2 separate regions of the Lactuca sativa genome follow, and region 2 is linked to region 1. A link is a contact called in public Hi-C data. All regions are on one chromosome and are shown on one strand. Each heading gives the region's core, a stretch centred on a gene start, on an enhancer-like site or on the middle of the called end of the contact. The rest is flanking DNA. Distances are from core to core; before and after follow the strand shown. Region 1 holds the start of LOC111911624 (probable 2-oxoglutarate-dependent dioxygenase At3g50210). Region 2 holds the start of LOC111911626 (SUMO-conjugating enzyme SCE1).

What was found. Hi-C and Micro-C count contacts between places; a contact is called where the count stands out from the background.
Region 2: a contact with region 1 is called in a Hi-C map of leaf, with 4 times the contacts expected there. The contact joins the promoter of LOC111911626 here to the promoter of LOC111911624 in region 1. A contact is called at or near these places in 2 of 4 Hi-C or Micro-C datasets (leaf and seed).

The regions. Positions count from the first base shown.
Region 1 is chr3:140,793,314-140,796,580 of Lsat_Salinas_v11, forward strand. LOC111911624 (probable 2-oxoglutarate-dependent dioxygenase At3g50210) reads right to left here and starts at 1,698. Exons shown (of 11, transcript XM_042900295.2): 1 at 1,562-1,698; 2 at 1,036-1,151; 3 at 675-793; 4 at 503-566; 5 at 368-435; 6 at 198-256; 7 at 1-111. The coding sequence starts at 1,595.
Region 2 is chr3:140,954,210-140,957,476 of Lsat_Salinas_v11, forward strand. It overlaps LOC111911626 (SUMO-conjugating enzyme SCE1), which reads left to right and starts at 1,753. Exons shown (of 5, transcript XM_023907385.3): 1 at 1,753-2,093; 2 at 2,236-2,319; 3 at 2,823-2,975; 4 at 3,052-3,165; 5 at 3,236-3,267. The coding sequence starts at 2,025.

The DNA of each region.
Region 1 (3,267 bases), core at 448-2,947:
AACCAATAATACGAAACACCCAAAATGGATCACCCGCAATTTTGCCTTCAAATTCATCGACTGATCCGCCAAGTGCAAGAGCAATCCCTCTCATGATTTTTCTTGATAATTCTACCAAAAAACAAGAAAAATATTTGTTTTTGTTTACATAAAACCATTCGAATAATCCTACTTTGTAAACACAACGATTAACATACCTGTGCAAAGGGCAAGATACTCCTCCATCACTTCCTTAAACCTCCGAGGATCAGATGGCCTTTTGAGAAATTTAAAAGAAAAAAAAATGTGCATTTAAATACAACCTTGTTAATGAAATAAAAGCTTTTGTTAATGGTTCTTTTGTTAATGAAATAAAAGCTTTACATACCATTTATTGATTCCTACTAATGGGTCACCAAGACCTCCATACATCCCTTTCTTTAGTTCACTATAACACTGTTAGAAAACGTGTTATAAGAGAGGGATAAAAATGGTTTGGAGGTAAAAATATGGAGGAACTTACATCAATGGCTTCGTGTCTATCGGGTATGCCTTTAGTGATATTTTCACCAACTCTTTGGTATCCCCTATGTTTTTTTTTTAAAAAAAAAAATAATAAGAATGATTGTCGAATGTGGATGTATTTTTTTTAATAAATACTGTTAAGTGAAGATGTTGATTTGATTTGGAGAAACCTGTATCCGGTTTTGTCGGATAATTTGATCTTGAGTTTCTCCTCGTAAGGTTGACCAAAATACTTGTGTGTTATTTCTCTAACCTCTTTGATAAGAGAGTCCGGTATACCATGTCCTTTCTGTTCAATTATATCTATTAACATCAGTCACAATCACAGTATAATATCGTTATACTATCTCATTCACAGTCACAATCAATCTGTCAATCAATGTCGTCCCAATTACAGTCACAGACACAGTCACAATCAATCTGTCAATGAATGTCGTCAGACAATTACAGTCACGATCAATGTCGTGAACGGAGTACAACATGCTTTGTCACATCAAAAGGGTTAAAGAAAGATAGGTTAGCATTAAATACCACGTAAAAGAATCCAGCTTCTCTACAAGCTTGATCTAGAAGTCTAACAACTTCTGCAACATCTTTGTCTTGGGCTACATTTGGATCATCACACTTGGCCACAAGAGGACTAATATCTGCCTCACAAATACAAGGAAAACCAAACACAACATATCAATTATCAAGCCAATTAATAATTCCTAACAAATATTCTTAAGAAACATTGCAATTAAAGCGATCGATTGAAGCAAATTGGTTCTTGAATTCGAAATCAACATAGATTTACAACAATAGCTTGGATAACGCAACTCTAGAAACACCTAAAATTTTCACTACACGACGTTTTTTATTCAAGAAATATATATGACGACGAAGAAGAGAAGATGAACTTCTAAATCGAGTGAATACAAATCGGAACTTCCTGATGTTTCTTCAACCTTAGATTATTGCAATTATTGTATTGATTGAGTAGTATAACGACAAAAGGCTATAGTGAAATAGCGATCCTAGGTTTTAAATTTTCGCCAAAATGATATGAGAAATTTACCGATGAGTGGAATGGATTGGAAGTCTGTGGACATACTGGCGCCGGATTATGCGATTCCGTTCCGATGAAGCGATCGGAAAGAGGGAATCTTTTTAAGTGAGAGAGACTTTGGAGTAACGTTTAAGTGAAGTGGTTGGAATCTGATTATTTATTCGATCCCTTGATGTAAACATATATATTTTTTATTTTAAAAGATTTAACCATTATTTTACAATAATATATATATATATATATATATATATATATATATATATATATATATATATATATATATATATATATATATATATATATATATCGATTTGAATTTTGAAGAGGATTAACTTGCTGGTTTGTTGCTAGTAAATCATATACGATGAATTGGGTGTATTTTCATATAAAATCATAAAGTATTACTTTCATGCGGGTAAAATGACAAACACTTGTTGTGCAGAACAGCTGAAACAATTTATCAAACACCTGGTGTGCAAAAATTAAATCAATTCATAGAAGACATCTATGAACCAAAACTGGTGCAGAAAACCTGAGATTTTCACATACATATTTCCTTCGACAACAAAAGAATGTCTTCAGTTAGCACATGTATTTTTTACTTTGAATTTCTAGACGTATCGGCAACAAACACTGAAGCGGGGTGAGATAGAAGATGAACGGTTTAAAAAGATACAGAACCATAATTTCCTCCGTAACAACGAAATTGAAATTTCTTGCGAGATTTGGGTATTTTAAATTTGAATCGGTATCTTGTTTTCGAGATGGGATCCTGGACCCCGAAGAACTCAGGCGCTCCACACGCCTTGAACTCCCTGAATGAGGGAGCTCGGGCCCCAATCTGGCCTGTAGTAATCTCATCTCGTAAGGACCTGAGCCTCTCCTCCATGATCTCCATGATGCCCTCCTTGACGGTATCGAAAATCACCGGGGTAGCGTCAAGTATGCCACGAGCCTCGGCTGCGATAAGATCGCGCAACCTCTCATCCATGGGCTCTGCACCGGAGCCCATACCTGATCCAGATCCAGATCCTGAACCTCACGTGATCATCATCACCCTCAACTGAAAATATCACAAATAACCAATATACAGAAATCGAAAGAGAATTCTCCACACCGTCCTCCTAAGAGCCACAAGGTCTATCATTGCTTCGGTACAGGTCCTGTACTTTCAGTAGTACGAGCCTAATACTACCTTCCACACCTACATGTACCTTCCCCAAGGTCATACCTGATATCCCTAAATCACCCAATCACAAATCATAACTCATAAACACAACACCATCTCTGATCCTAGACTGCCCTATGATTCTCAGCCCTTACCAAACCAGAAATCCAGATCAATTATAACAGGTTGTCCTATGCATGCAAGTTATACACAAAGAGAATCACATAGACTGTCAAATAAAGCTTCTACCCTAAACCACAACCAAACAAGGAACATGAATAAGGCAGACTCCCATATTCTAGGACTATGTAATCCTAAACATGTACAATTTTGAAAGCATACACTTAGCAAATAATCCATACAAGCACACACACACACACACACACACATATATATATATATATATATATATATATATATATATATATATATATATATATATATATAATAGCATGACTAAAACATTGGTAATACTTACTTGTGCTCGGATGATTATGTGCATTGCATTCACTCATTTTCTTACAACATCGTTTTCAAGAAATTAAAC
Region 2 (3,267 bases), core at 503-3,002, 160 kb after region 1:
GGACGAAAAAAAATTATGCCACTACCATGACAACTTTCTGCGTTCGTAAGTGATATTAGGACGATTGAGGTACAACCTCAATCGATCAACAAGGTTAGTTCACTACTATTGGCCTTCAAGCCTTCAACCCTAGGTAGCCAACAAAAAAAAGACACTCTAAGCCACTTACTCCATTTTAGACTTTACTAAAATGGGTTATCCAATTCCAACTTGAACACTCGAGTACTACACTTTTATCACATTTATGGGTGGAAACCATGCCATCGAGCAACAACCGATAATTAAAATTTTTAAAGGAAAGAGGACTAAAATCGACGCACAAACTAACCAAAATAGTAGGAGAGTGATCACATAACAAAACAACATCCAAAACACAAAACCACTTATATATTTTCAAAAACAAATATCTAATAATTAATGTTTAACCAACTTTGAATATAGTAGTTATTTTTCCTTTGTAATTAAGCATTTTGACATTTGCACAAAACCTTATTGGAAATAACAAGGCAATGTCCCAATTTGTCAACTTGCAAAAAGATTCACACGTATAGATTCATATCATAACGTCACGACCGACCCAAATCACACGTTGCAAAAGGGTAGCTTGGTTTTCACGCATGAATTAAATAAGTTGATAATTTCTAAAGGTGTGCATTTAACATACCCATAACAATATATATATATATATATATATATATATATATATATATATATATATATATATATATATATATATATATATATATATATATATATATATATATATATATATATATATATATATATATATATATATATATATATATATATATATATATATATATTTCTTGGAACAATTAACCAACGTATTTTTGAAATGGAACTATTAAGTTGAAAAAGATGAAAAATAAAAAATAAAAAATAAATATTTGGAATTATTATATTTTCATGGGAGAACGTGAACATTATATAAGTTATTATTGCAATTTTAATTTTTTTGAATTCAAATCAAATTTCGTTATTGCTAAAAGTATTTACATACTTTTACATTATTTTTAACTATCATTTTTATTAAACCAACATTTTATTTGTTTCTCCAAGCTTTATCAATAAAGTTTTTGGATGTCGATGATTAGACTCATTTTCTTATTATAAGTACTTTAAATAAAAAACAATATTACTTACTAAAAATGTTAATCAATAACTTAATACTATTTAATATTATTGAAATATATGAATTATAAATTTATAAATTATATTTTCCTCACTCGTTTCATATTTTTCAATAATCTAATTATTTATTATGATATATATATATATATATATATATATATATATATATATATATATATATATATATATATATATCATATACTTAATAATAATTTTATTTTATCCATTCTAAATTTCTAATCATATTTTATTATTAAACATTTTGTCATTTTTACTAAAACGAAATATTTTTATAGTTATGCTTTTATTTTTATAACTAAATAATTTATAAAAATAATACTAACATAAAATATGACGTGTTCTTAAAAACAATAATTTAAAGGACAAGAGTTTCCAAAATATTTGAAAAATATAAAAATAATTATTTAATTATTAAAATTTAAATATTTGAGTAAATTCAATATATAATTTTTCTTTAAATCCCAAAAAATGACATCACAAAATAAACAAATTATACAAAAATCAACTACTGTGTTTATTTTATCTCTTAATTTAAACCTAATTTGTTCAAAAAATAGAGAATCATAACGAGTAATCAAATCTCAAACCCTTTCAAACCCTTTCATCTTGTTAAACACAGGGAACAGATTCGAGCTTATCTTCGATAATTGGTAAACTAGTATTTAGTGTGGTGACTGGTGGTGTTGTTGGGGGAAGGAATAAATCATAAAGGAGAAAAAAAGTCGACTGCTCAAAAGTCAGCCTTTCGTCTTCTTCGCCATAATAAACCCATTTGCAGACTTCTACACCCTGCAAATCTTTCTCACACCCACACAATTCTAGACGCAGATCGCGATCGAAATCTGTAAACCATGTCTGGTGGTATTGCTCGTGGTCGTCTCACCGAGGAACGAAAAGCATGGCGAAAGAATCACCCCCATGTTCGTCTCCTAAGTCCTATCCCCCTTTCTCTTTTCATCTTTCTGTTTATTTGTGATTGTGTTTCATAACGTGTGTCTATGGTTAGGTATATATGCTGATATTTTTGGGGATTTTCGATTTGGGTTTGATTTTATTGATTAGGGTTTTGTGGCGAAGCCTGAGACTCTCCCTGATGGTTCAGTGAATTTGATGATTTGGCAGTGTACCATCCCCGGTAAGACAGGGGTAAGTTCTCGTTCTCGTTCTCGTTCTCGTTATATCTTATTCTTTGATTTGAATTTCATTGATGAACAAAATTTTGTCAATTATGCGTCTGGAAACCTATCTGTTATGATCGAAGAATCTCTATGTTCTTTCATTGGAACTCGTTTAAGTATTCTGTGTAAAAAATTTATCAAGGTTGTTATATTAGTACAAAAGATGATGAAATCATGAGAACACCATTGAATTTAGGGTATTGATATGAGTTTTCAGACTACGTTTTTAAGCTGTTGATATGATAACACATTAACACCATTAATTTTGTTACGAAATCATGAGAAAGAAATACTTTATCATGATTCTTGAAGAAATGTTTGAACACAAAATGAATTCAGGGTTCGAAAGATGTGATTTTAGTTGTCTTCCTTATGTTTTCCATGGATTGTTTATGGAGTCAATAAAAGAACAATTATGGAGTTTGTATTATAGTTTCATATAATTTTATTATTTGAACAATATGAATGCAGACTGATTGGGAAGGTGGATATTACCCTCTTACCCTTCACTTCACTGAAGATTATCCAAGTAAACCACCAAAGTGTAAATTTCCACAAGGCTTCTTTCATCCCAATGTTTACCCCTCTGGAACTGTTTGTTTGTCCATCCTTAATGAAGACAGTGTAAGTTCTTTGAATCTAGACAAAATTACCAAAATACCCTTCCTTTTTTAATTTTTTTTGTTTTTTTTTTTTCTAGGGTTGGAGGCCAGCAATAACAGTAAAACAAATCCTAGTTGGAATTCAGGATCTGTTGGATTCCCCTAACCCTGCTGACCCTGCACAGACAGATGGATATCATCTCTTTATCCAGGTAATTAAAATTGTTTAATAATTTGAAGGGTAATTTGGTCATTTCACAAATTGTGATTTTGATGATGTAGGATACGGTGGAGTATAAGAGAAGAGTCCGTCA